2 separate regions of the Rattus norvegicus genome follow, and region 1 is linked to region 2. A link is a contact called in public Hi-C data. All regions are on one chromosome and are shown on one strand. The core of a region is the stretch at or near the end of the contact, and the rest is flanking DNA. Distances in the headings are between cores, read along the strand shown.

What was found. A called contact is a pair of places that touch in the nucleus more often than the background predicts.
Region 1: a contact with region 2 is called in a Hi-C map of Schwann cells, with 6 times the contacts expected there. The contact joins two enhancer-like sites. A contact is called at or near these places in 4 of 12 Hi-C or Micro-C datasets (the A7r5 cell line, Schwann cells, kidney and 1 more) and 1 of 1 datasets of contacts at active chromatin or transcription factors (oligodendrocytes).

What each region holds. Positions count from the first base shown.
Region 1 is chr6:14,214,402-14,220,467 of GRCr8, forward strand. It overlaps LOC120093190 (a long non-coding RNA gene), which reads left to right. Exons shown (of 3, transcript XR_010052158.1): 2 at 1-172; 3 at 496-1,757. LOC102551445 (a long non-coding RNA gene) reads right to left here. Exons shown (of 4, transcript XR_005505649.2): 3 at 4,035-4,132; 4 at 3,557-3,950. Among named protein-coding and RNA genes, the nearest start is that of Srbd1, 11 kb to the right of the region's middle. Within about 2 kb of position 2,895, at least 2 of the 93 cell types and tissues checked have an H3K27ac peak or open chromatin away from gene starts, as enhancers often do. A contact at or near this core is called in Schwann cells, where this site is marked.
Region 2 is chr6:13,469,053-13,475,352 of GRCr8, forward strand. No RefSeq gene overlaps it. Among named protein-coding and RNA genes, the nearest start is that of Tmem247, 18 kb to the left of the region's middle. Within about 2 kb of position 1,814, at least 11 of the 93 cell types and tissues checked have an H3K27ac peak or open chromatin away from gene starts, as enhancers often do. A contact at or near this core is called in Schwann cells, where this site is marked.

The sequences.
Region 1 (6,066 bases), core at 1,645-4,144, 750 kb after region 2:
GGAACCCGGACTAAGAGACCCCCATCAGTCCCCATCTCAAGATGCGCTCTCCTTTGATGTAGTCTCACTGTGTAATGAAGCTGCCCTGGCCCTCATCCAGGCCTCCACGCTGCCTTGAACCTCTTACCTTTGTATTGTGCCTTCGCAATGCAGAAGCTTCCGCCTACTGAAGGTGCAATGTTTTAACCCTTCTTCACTTCATGTTTCTCGGCTGCCACCTCCTCCCCCTCCTTCCTCAGCCCTCCCACCTTGCTCACTGGACTGCCTTCCATTCTCACCATCCTCAGCACTGGTTTGTAGTCTCTACCTGACTGAACTGTGCTCTGTGTCGGAGGATGCACGGTCCCCTCCCCCCAGAATTCTTTCTCCCTGGTTTCCATGACACCTGAGCTCTCCCTGATTTTTTCCCCTACCTCCCTGTGGCTTCTCCTCCTCAGTTTCTTTTGTTTTTCTCCGTTGTCCTTTCTCTTAAACGCATCATTATCTATTCGGTAGGCACAGTACTGAGCACTGAGAAGCTGAAGCACAAGACCATGAGGTGCTGTGAGTTTGAAGGAAGAGGAGACAGCGCCCCTTGGCCTCCAGCGACAAGGAAAGGCCCTCTGGAAAAGTAGAGGTGGAAACTGGACCTGGACAAGAGGATGAGAGCATTCGGGTGGACAGATTTCCCACTCACTGCATGAGACTTGAGACTTGAAAAGGCTTTAGTCAGTGGGGTGTGTGTGTGTGTGTGTGTGTGTGTGTGTGTGTGTGTGTGTGTGTGTGTGCAAGCGAGGGGAGGAGACTTAGGAGAGGTGAGGAACAGGGTATGGGTAGCATGAAATAGGAAAGCTGGGAAGGTGTAACCAGAAGGAGAAAGGGAATTAGAAAGGCGACAGAGATGGACGCAAACTATAATGAACCCATGTATATGAAGGTGCCATGACAAGCCTATTACTGCACGTTTTAACCTTTTAAATCCTTTTGTTAACATTTATTTAGTACATGTTGGAGTCAGAGGACAGCTCTCAGTAGCCAGTTCTTTTCTCATGTGGGTCTCAAGGATCTAACTATTAATCAGGATCAGGAGCAAGCGTCTACCTACTGAGCCATCTTGCTCATCCTGCAAAGTTCATTTAAAGGGGGGGGGTAATCCAATGAGCCACTAGTTTTCTGATACAAGTTAGAACATTAAAGAGGAGTAGCCCTAAGGGTTATCCCCGGTAGAATGATCCAGAAAGATAACGCAGCTGTCGAGAATACCTAATGTTTTTGTGGAGAGCTGGCAGCACCTATGTCTCAATGAATGGGCCTCAAAGACCTCTAGACCCTGAGGTGTCTTTCTCTGCCATGCCTGTCTATGTCAGCAATGTCCTCAGGAACTGCCTGGACTCTGGGCCTCTGTGAACATCTCACCGTCCTGTGGGTGAGAACTGATGCTTTTCACTTTCTGCTGCATCCTGGCCTGCGTGTGCTGAAGTTAAAGGAAGTGAGCTGTGCATCTGAATTCCTCTCTCCGCCTCTGGAAGGTGGACATAGTGTGAGCAGCTGCATTATAGGCCTGCAGCCTTGACGGACTGAATCCCTGTTCATGAGACAGCCCCTTTCCTCCGGGACCTGCATTTTCCAGTCATTCTGTCCCAGCAAAGTGACTGAGATAGAATTGACTTCCCACCCATCAGAGGTCAGGTGAGAAAAATGTGATTCAACACTGCTACTTAGGTTCCTAAGGAGGGGTCAGAGTTAAATAAAGCATCTGCATGGGACCCCTATTGAAAGGTGGCGTTAAAGTTTTTTCTTTCTTGAGTGCAGATGTGTGTCCATGCATGTAGGTGCATGCACACGAGGAGGGCAAGGGTTAAGGTTAACATCTGGTACTTTTTTCTTCTACTCCCCATTTTATTTAATTGTCTCAGTAACCCTGGAGCTCACAGCCACGCCAGGCTTTCTGTGGGTGTGAGCAGTCTGAATCCAAGTCCTCATCTGACCCACTACCACTGGGCCCCTACCTCAGTGCCATTGTCTTTAGAAGAGACCAAAGGACACATCCACACATGCATGCACGCATGCACATGAGTGTACAGGTTTTGCTCTGCTTTTTCTCGGGTGAAGTCCAGTGTCACTTCAATTTCTTTTTAAGATTTATTTATTTTATGTATGTGAGTACACTGTCACTGTCTCCAGACATACCAGAGGAAGGCATCGGATCTCATTACAGATGGTTGTGTGTTTGCTGGGAATTGAACTCAGGACCTCTGGAAGAGCAGTCAGTGCTCTTAACCACGGAGCCATCTCTCCAGCCCTCACCTCAAATCTTGACTCAGCCAACAGGAAGCCAATCCTCCTGACGCTGGAGCAGAACCCAGATCTAATAAGTCTCTGTGCTTGATGCCTCCCCAGCCTGAGGTGGTCTGAGGTGCTCTCCCACGGCCAGCAAGCTCCCTAACTGGGGGCTGTGTGCCTCATTCCTTGGTATATCTCTGTTATCTTCAGTACACAGTAGGCTCCCATAAACACTGGGTATACAAAAGGATGGAAAGAACGTGTCCTTAGCGTGTGCTTAGCTGATGTGTCCCACAGGGACTCTTCAGCACTGTCACCTGGGTAACACAATGACAGGCGTAGCCCAGTGTGCAGGACGGATTCAGTTTGGATGCTCAGGGACTTTGCTGTGGAATCCTGAGTAAAACTAGGAAGTCTCTTCATGGGCTTCAGTCCAGTCGCATGCACACTGTACAGAAGGACAAGGCTGTGGAATTATGGGTAGAAACAGTACATGGCACAAGTAATTCTCAAGAAATGCCCTCCCTAGGGAACATTTTGTTCTAATCCCTTTGTCACCAGTAGACAGCAACTTCTTCCCCTGGGATGACTCATGGAACACAAAGGGGTTTTCTTGGGGCCCAGCATCGCACTAAGAACAGCCACAAGCTGAGGTCTGGGTAATCACACACCCTGCTTGTCCCCGCTAAAACACTCAGGGCTGTGAGGGGGAAATTCAAGGAACCCGTACGACAGTGAAAATTAAAACAAGAGAACTAACATGGTTTGCCGGCTGTCCTGTGCAGCTGAGGCTAAACACCCATACACACGGAGCCACAGAGAAAGAGATGTGATTATAATAGTATATCACATTGATCGCTTTTAAAACACTGGACAGGCGTTGTTTTCACGGAATAAACGCCACAACTCCGCCTGGTAATAAGATCTTATTGATTTTTATATAGCTCTGTATCTAATTTACCAGTATTTCGTTGGACTTTTTTGCATCGATATTTTTCCCATCGATGCTTTTGAATGATCTGGATGTAGTGTTGTTTGTGTCGTTAGTGCTTTGCCTCTTCTTCAAATGTAAGCATTTAGGGTTGAAAAGTCCCCTGGCGGCTGCTTTAGTTCTGTAATTTTCATGTGGTCCTAAAATATCCCTTGACATATCTTCTCTGATCCAAGGATTATTTACAAATGGGGGGAGAGAGAGAGAGAGAGAGAGAGAGAGAGAGAGAGAGAGAGAGAGAGAGAGAGAGAGAGAGGGAGAGAGATCCAAGTTTGGAGGGAGAAAGTCCCAGATATCTTTCTGTTATTGAGCAGCGTGGTCATATATTTTATTACGTATTTTAAATATAAATCGAGGCTTACTTTATAATCCAGGATAGTAGAGTTTGATTTGGTAGTGGTTCTAAGGGCACTTGAAAACACTGTAGACTGAGCTGGTGGGATGGCTCAGTGGTAAGGGTGCTTGCTGTCAGACTGATGGTCAGAATTGGATCCTGGGGACCAACTTCGTGGAAGGGGAGGACTGACCCCCACAGTTGTAAATTATCTCAGGTATTCTGTCCAAGTGACTGGAAGCTTGTGGATATGATGCAGGAACCCTCTCTGTGGGCTTTTGGGCCTCCATCAGAAAAAGATCACATTTGGAAGATGGACATGCTCTGATGAATCTGCCCAGACAACTCACGTAGCTGGGAGACCTGCGAGAGATAGGACAGGAGTGTGGGAACAAAGAATTAATGCCTGAGCTAGAGCCCATATTAAACAGAGAAGACAAGTCTCACTTGAGTCCAGTAAAGGCCTCCTAAAATGGTGGTTCTCAATCTGCGGGGCGGATCCCTCGGGGTCAAATGATCTTTTCACAGGCTCGTGTATCAATATCCTGCATAATCAATATTTGCATTACAATGAATAACAACAGAAAAATTACATTTATGAAGTAGCAACAACATAATTTTGTGGCCGGGAGTCAACACAACCTAAGGAACTGCATTAAAGGATCACAGCATTAGGGGGATGAGAACCACTGTCCCACAACAAGGCTAATGGTATACATTAAACAAAGGCTCAGCAGAGCCAACAGCCAGGGAGCAATGGAAGTAGAGGCCACATCATCTATTTGACTCAATGGACCTGTTTCCTACGTTAGGGATTGCTACCATCTATTGGAATCCAGAAACGTCTCCAGAACAGGATCAAAGAATGGATGAGAAATATCGGTTTGCGCTTTGGCTGTTCTTTGCCAATGGATGGTAGATGCACATCGGAACCCCTGGGTCTCGTGACGAACCGGGACAGTTTAGGTAGTAATGCTCCTCTGAAGGGTCAGAGCCACAGCCTTCATGGCGCTCATTACAGCTCTCATTGGTCCCCTCTGGGACTACTGGTCACCAAAGAAAGAGAATCAACCTTTCTAAAGTGTGGGGCTTATTGCTGCCCAGGTTTGGTGACCAGCACAGGTATGAGCAAAGGTTACCTTGGCAAAGGGTCTTGCTTTTGACTCTGTCTAAGCCCCAGCTCATCCCCTCTGGAAAACGCATAATCCTCCTGTTTATACTGGGCCAGGAAGTCTCAGGTATAGAATATCTGGGAAGAAAGCCAGAGTTCCCCTTCCCTCCAGCCCTTCCAAAAAAGCATGTCAGTGAGCAGCAGATAAGCTTTTAAGTAAAAAAGTTATGCGGACAGAATATCACAAAAACATAGTGTTTAAATCCCCAAGTTTCCTGAGAATCGTTACCCATTTCTCTTACATCCCACGGTTTGGGGGAATTATGCTTCCTTCTAGCCATCTCCTATATTCTTCAGGTAGTAATTGTCCTTTGCCTAGAAGGGAAACTGTCCAACTAACCAATTTCAGATCAAGCAAATAGTAACTTGCTCCTTGCGTTAATGAATAAGGTTGAGAAGAGGAAACGAAGAGACTCGGTTTGGGAAAGGTTTTGAGGATGCCTGTGAAGGCTGGCTTCCTCTTCAGCACTTTGAAGTTAATCAAAGGCTCCTCTGGTCGCCTCCCACCCACATGTGCTCACCTACGGCTCGATTTCATTATGCTATTTCTCTTAGAGCAGGGATAGGAGCCAAGTTCCAAGTCCCTGCCTGATCAGTCACCAGCTGTGTGAACTGGAGTGAACCACTTAAGGTCTCTGAGTGCCAGCATTTTTTGTCCAACAAAAGAGTGAGCCCCCACTGCCACCTACTCACACCGCAGCTCTCAGCCAAGGAGGCTGCTGAAGGCATTGAAAACTTTAGAGACCAGTGCAGAGGTAAATAGCAGCTTTGTGAAAAATGTCATCCCTCCAAGATGACAGCTGTCATCCCATTGTTCAGAACTCAATACTGGGCAGAGAGCCGAAACGTCTGTAATTTGCAGTTTAATATAGAGGGAACATTTAGTTACATTTCAAGAGAAAGCTCATCTGTGATCCACTCCAAAATGCAGGTTAAGTGTCATAAAACTTCATTCCAACCAGGTGACAAAAAAAAAAAAAAAAATCCCCTCATATGTCCTGAGGGCACTAGCCTTTCATTCTCCACATGGGCTTCCCAGCAGCAACACTGCCAAGCGCTATGAAGTTTCCTTCAAGACTCATCTGTGAACTCTCCCTAAGAATGTCCTTTTCATGTGGGTCAGTTATGACTGTTAGACAATGACTCTGAAATGAGGCCCCCAACATTCTTCTCCTAGCACTTTGCCTGCCATTGTCACACAGCAGGCCTGCCCTTCATACAAGTCTCATGTACACACACTGGGATCCTCATCCCATACAAGACACCTCAAGTGCACACTCCACCATCCTAATTACCTTTCTGTTGCTG
Region 2 (6,300 bases), core at 564-3,063:
GTATACATTAAGGGGGCCAGGTCTCTTAGTGGGAAGGAGAGGATGGGGTGGAGGGTGTGTCAGGTGGGAAATGGGGGGACAGAGGCACAATGCCAGGGAGAGGTCTGTGAGACATCTCTAGGTGTCGGGAGGCACAGCTTTCCAGCTTATACAAGAGCTGTGTGTGTGTGTGTGTGTGTGTGTGTGTGTTGTGTGTATGTGTGTGTATGTGTGGTGTGTGTGTATGGTGTGTGTGGTGTGTGTGTGTATGGTGTGTGTGTGTGGTGTGTGTGTGTGGTGTGTGTAGTGTGTGTGTGTGGTGTGTGTGTGTGGTGTGTGTGTGTGTGGTGTGTGTGGTGTATGTCTATGTATATGGTGTGTGTGGTGTGTGTGTGTATGGTGTGTGTGTATGTATGTGTATGGTGTGTGTGTGTGGTATGTGTGTGTATGGTGTGTGTGTGTGGTGTGTGGTGTGTGTGTATGGTGGGTGTATGTGTATGTGTATGGTGTGTGTGTGGTGTGTGTATGGTGGGTGTATGTGTATGTGTATGGTGTGTGTGTGGTGTGTGTGGTGTGTGTATGTGGTGTGTGTGTATGGTGTGTGTGTGGTGTATGTGTATGGTGTGTGTGTGGTGTGTGTGTATGTGTGTGTGTATGGTGTGTGTGTATGGTGTGTGTGTATGGTGTGTGTGTATGGTGTGTGTGTGTGTGGTGTGTGGTGTGTGTGTATGGTGGGTGTATGTGTATGTGTATGGTGTGTGTGTGGTGTGTGTATGGTGGGTGTATGTGTATGTGTATGGTGTGTGTGTGGTGTGTGTGGTGTGTGTGTGTGGTGTGTGTGTATGGTGTGTGTGTGGTGTACGTGTATGGTGTGTGTGTGGTGTGTGTGTATGTGTGTGTGTATGGTGTGTGTGTGTGGTGTGTGTGTGTGGTGTGTGTGTGTGGTGTATGTCTATGTATATGGTGTGTGTGTGTGTGGTGTGTGTGTGTGGTGTGTGTGGTGTATGTCTATGTATATGGTGTGTGTGTATGTGTGTGTGTATGGTGTGTGGTGTGTGTGTGTGTGGTGTATGTGTATGTGTATGGTGTGTGTGTGGTGTGTGTGTGTGTGGTGTGTGTGTGTGTGGTGTGTGTGTGTGTGTGGTGTGTGTGGTGTATGTCTATGTATATGGTGTGTGTGTGGTGTGTGTATGTGTGTGGTGTGTGGTGTGTGTGTGTGTGGTGTGTGTGTATGTGTGGGTGTGTGGTGTGTGGTGTGTGTGTGTGTGTGTGTGTGTGTGTGTGTGTGTGTGTATAGGGTGCCATGAAGAGCAGCATCTGTGGTAACAGAGCTATGGTCATTGCCCTTGGGGAAGGAACTACTTGGCTGTGTGGAAATAAGTATTTGGAGAATTAATGTGGCTTAAATTAGAGTGGAATGGGAAAATCCAGGGGGAAGGGAACCATTTAGGAGTTGTCAGTTCTGGGCAACAGTGGATGACAGGGAGATTAAGAAGGTACCTGGGGACAGATGTCAACCACAGCCTGCAGGAAAAATTGACACAGGCCCCTGGGAGATGAGAAGGACCTTGGTATCTAGGAAGTCACAGAGGGAGTCCTGTGGAAATCCTGGTGTGGCCAGAAGGCTCAGCCCCTAATGTGCCCACAAAGGGATCTTATTCATGTGGTCACTTGTGTAAGGAGCAAAGCAGAGCCTATAGCCAGACAGGACCTTTCCGTGGCTTCCTCTCCCACTCTGGGCTCTTGTTCCTTCAGGGGCCACTCAGCACCCTGACTGCATGCACACTTGGCTAAGCCTCTGCTGCCAACCAGTTTAAAAAGTAGTCGCCTCTTGGCCAGGGCTCTCTGCTTAGCTCTGGCCACAGCCTGGGACAGAGCTCTCTTGACTGCACTTGGAGGAAGGCAGGTGTTCTGTCGCTCAATGGCAGGACTCAGCTGTTCTGAAGGTGGGAGAGGAATGAGCCTGTTTGGAAGGCTCTGTTTAGGAAGTGAGACTGGGAGTTCTGTCAGAGAAGGGGAGGCGGGGGAGAGAACTTTCTGGAAGTTAAGACAGGCAGTGCGAGCCACCTCTTTCTTCCAGTCCAGGCTCTTTGAGTCAGCTGCTTATATGATTGATGGTGACATTTATTTACTGCAGTTTTCCAGGGGTCACAGATCCCTAACAGATGCCCGGTGCCTTGCAGGGGAACACTGGTAGCATTGTGAAGAAAACATTTTCATTCTGAGTGAGTCACAGAGGCAGGGGGACAATGAGTCCTGAGAACTGGCAGGAGATAGGTGTGGAGGAGTTGGGGTGGGTGAAGTTACCCCAGCCTGATGCTCCCTAGGGCCCCCTCTCTGCACCTCTGGTTTCTCAGTTGTGTGGTGAGGTTTCCTCACTGGAGCCTCTTCACGCTCCTTTAGTGCGTTGACCTTCCATGATTTATGCTATGACCACAGCCTGGGGTGGAGTTCACGCATCCTCAGTGGGGGGACAATGAAGACAGTCCTCTCAGGACATGCCAGTCTCAGAGCTGAGGAGTTTGGATCGGTCTGAGTAGGCTTCTGGACCTCTAGGCCAGGGCATAGCTTCATGTTCTTTTCTGGGTCTTATCAAGTTAGAAAAAGGCTTTGAAGAGAGGTATCCAAGGCAAATTTTCAACTATTATAAAAAGCAATGGAATCCTTCTATTGAAGGACATTTTGTGTGGAAATGACAGAAGGCAGATAAAACCCATCTGTTTGGGTTTAGAGTATGCTCAGCAGACTTGATGCCGGCCCAACTCCCAGCCTCCCCCACAGAATCCTAGTCTCTGAGCAGGGCAGTCCACACCTCAGGGCCAGTTGAACTAAAGGCAGGTGTAGAAACAAGGGAAGTTCCAGATCTCATGTTCCTATGGGAAGTCCTCTACAAGAATGAGCCGAGGAAGTCCTCCTTGTCTGCTGCAACACTCTCATTGCAGACAGCAAACGTGTTCAAACGTCACAGCATGGCCGCCATGGAAGGGCCCTCTCGACACCATCAGACATTTCTTTCAGCAGTTAATGTTAGCCAAAGCTTACATTTATTCCAGGGAACTGAACTGTTTCTTAAGTCTTTGCTTTAAAACATCAAGGCCACACTTTCTTCTCTGCTGAGAGGGGCTTTTCCATGATGAGTTGCATAGCACAGACTGGCCCTTCCCATCAAGGTTCTTCTGCAGGTCTCTCTGCTCCTAGGATGCTGGACTGAAGGTGCAATCTGAAGGTGGGGTGGATGGGAAGCCCTCTGTGCGCTGGCACGTTCAGGAGCACACGCAGTTCTGGGTGTGGATGTTTCTAGAACAGGGACTCCCTGTCTGGCCCTTTGCTTTATGGGTATCGTGTCATATCAGTGGTTTCTGGTGCCCTTTGATTCTGCGACTGGACACTTGGCAGCATTTTTGTCATTCCGAGCACAGTCAGGAAAGGAGGGCTGGTCCTGTGGCCATCCACAGGGTTTAGATCTGATGGTCACCTCCGATGGCCCAGCCTACCACACCCATCGCTGGTCTGTAAACACCCAGCTCTCTGCAGGAAAGTATAATGGCAACAAATATCTTGTGCTTGACCCAGGTCAGCTTCCTCAGGAGAAAGGATGCACGGACCAACCTTCTGTTCATTATGGAAGGGACTTCAGTCCCATCCCTGTGACAGTGATGATCACCTCGATGGCCTGGAGCATCTGCAGTGGCTGCTGCCTCTCTCGATGACTAATGTCTATTTCAGGATTTGGAGTCCATCCTCCCTGTGTCACTGTCTCCTCGTGGTTGGCATGGGGAATCAATAGGGGAACTTCCTTGGCATTATAAGGTCATGGCTGTGGTAGAGGCACGTGCAAATGTAACGAGTGGGTGCTTCATGCATGAGGAAGGACGGAGCACCCAAACTTTGCAGGAGGAGATGTGTCCAGGCAGGTGGGCAGCATGACCCTTCAGGAAGACTCTGCTGATGTGGGGTATGGAAGGGTGGCAGCTAGGGCCGAGGCAACTTAGCCACTGCAGCTCAAGGGAATATATATGTAATATATAATTTTATGATATATTTATATATAAGTTTTCAATATAAAAATTACATGTATTTACATAATTATTTATATTTTATATAGTTATATATTTAAATATATTATGTATAATATAAACATACACAATATACATACATTGCATTATAATATAAGAATTATAATGTAAATATAAATTTAATATAAATAGATACTATAAATATATTATATATTTGCATTTAACATATATCGAAATGTAAAATATATACTTTTTTCATACAATATATTCTGTTCATGCTTTTCCCCTTATTCAACTCTATATCCTTTCTTTCTCTCTCTTTAGAAAACAAGAAACAGGGGCTGGGGATTTAGCTCAGTGGTAGAGCGCTTACCTAGGAAGCGCAAAGCCCTGGGTTCGGTCCCCAGCTCAGAAAAAAAAAAAAAAAAAGAAAAGAAAACAAGAAACAAACAAGAACAAAAAAACACAAGAAACCCTCTCTTGTGTCTCTCTGTGTGTGTCTGTCTGTCTCTCTCACACACACACACACATACACACACATACATACACACATGTCTCTCTCTGTCACACACATATACATGCACACATACACATGTCTCTCTCTATCACACACATACACACACAGGTGTGCATACATACACATGTCTCACACATGCATACACACACTCATATACACATACACACATGTTTCTATCACACACACATACACATGTGTGCGTGCGCACACACACACACACACACACACACACACACACACCACATTCAAACACTAAACAAGGAACAATAGTACATAAGCAAAGCCCAATAGGACCAAAGTGCCCAAACAAAGTGCTATGAGACAAAAGTCTATGAAAATACCACTGAGTTTATTCTGTGCTGCCGTTGACTTCTGGGCAGGAGACCTACCCTGCAGAGTGGCTAATGTACCTAGTGAGACTCCATTGGAGAAAACAAATTTTTCTTTTGAAAACAGATGGCAATTGGCAAAAGCTTCCTGGTTAGGGGTGGGAGCTTATGTCCACTTCCTCCAAAGGTGATCTATATTTCTTCATAGGTATCACACACATCTCTCCACAGATAGAGAGCTCTCTGACTAAAGGCTCACACTTTGACAGGGCAAAGGAGAGAGATGAGAAGCAGAGCTGTCCCATAGTGCAGCAGGATGGTGATCAGGGCTGAGAAAACAGCTACTAGAATGGACTGTGAATGCTCCTGATGCCAACAAATAGTGCATTCTTAGCTCTCTTGACCTGACCATTGCATGTTACATACATGTGCATTCTCAGCTCCCCTGACCTGACCATCTCATGTTAGATACATGTGCATTCTCAGATCCCCTGACCTGACCATCTCATGTTAGATACATGTGCATTCTCAGCTCCCCTGACCCGACCATTGCATGATATATACATGTGCATTCTCAGCTCCCCTGACATGACCATTACATGTTATATACATGTGCATTCTCAGCTCCCCTGACCCGACCATTGCATGATATATACATGTGCATTCTCAGCTCCCCTGACCCGACCATTGCATGATATATACATGTGCATTCTCAGCTCCCCTGACCTGACCATCTCATGTTAGATACATGTGCATTCTCAGCTCCCCTGACCTGACCATCTCATGTTAGATACATGTGCATTCTCAGATCCCCTGACATGACCATTACATGTTCTATACATGTGCATTCTCAGCTCCCCTGACCTGACCATCTCATGTTAGATACATGTGCATTCTCAGATCCCCTGACCTGACCATCTCATGTTAGATACATGTGCATTCTCAGCTCCCCTGACCCGACCATTGCATGATATATACATGTGCATTCTCAGCTCCCCTGACATGACCATTACATGTTATATACATGTGCATTCTCAGCTCCCCTGACCCGACCATTGCATGATATATACATGTGCATTCTCAGCTCCCCTGACATAACCATTTCATGTTATATACATGTGCATTCTCAGCTCCCCTGACCCGACCATTGCATGATATATACATGTGCATTCTCAGCTCCCCTGACCTGACCATCTCATGTTAGATACATGTGCATTCTCAGCTCCCCTGACCTGACCATCTCATGTTAGATACATGTGCATTCTCAGCTCCCCTGACATGACCATTACATGTTTTATACATGTGCATTCTCAGCTCCCCTGACCTGACCATCTCATGTTAGATACATGTGCATTCTCAGATCCCCTGACCTGAACGTTACATGTTACATACATGTGCATTCTCAGCTCCCCTGACCTGACCATTACATGTTATATACATGTGCATTCTCAGCTCCCCT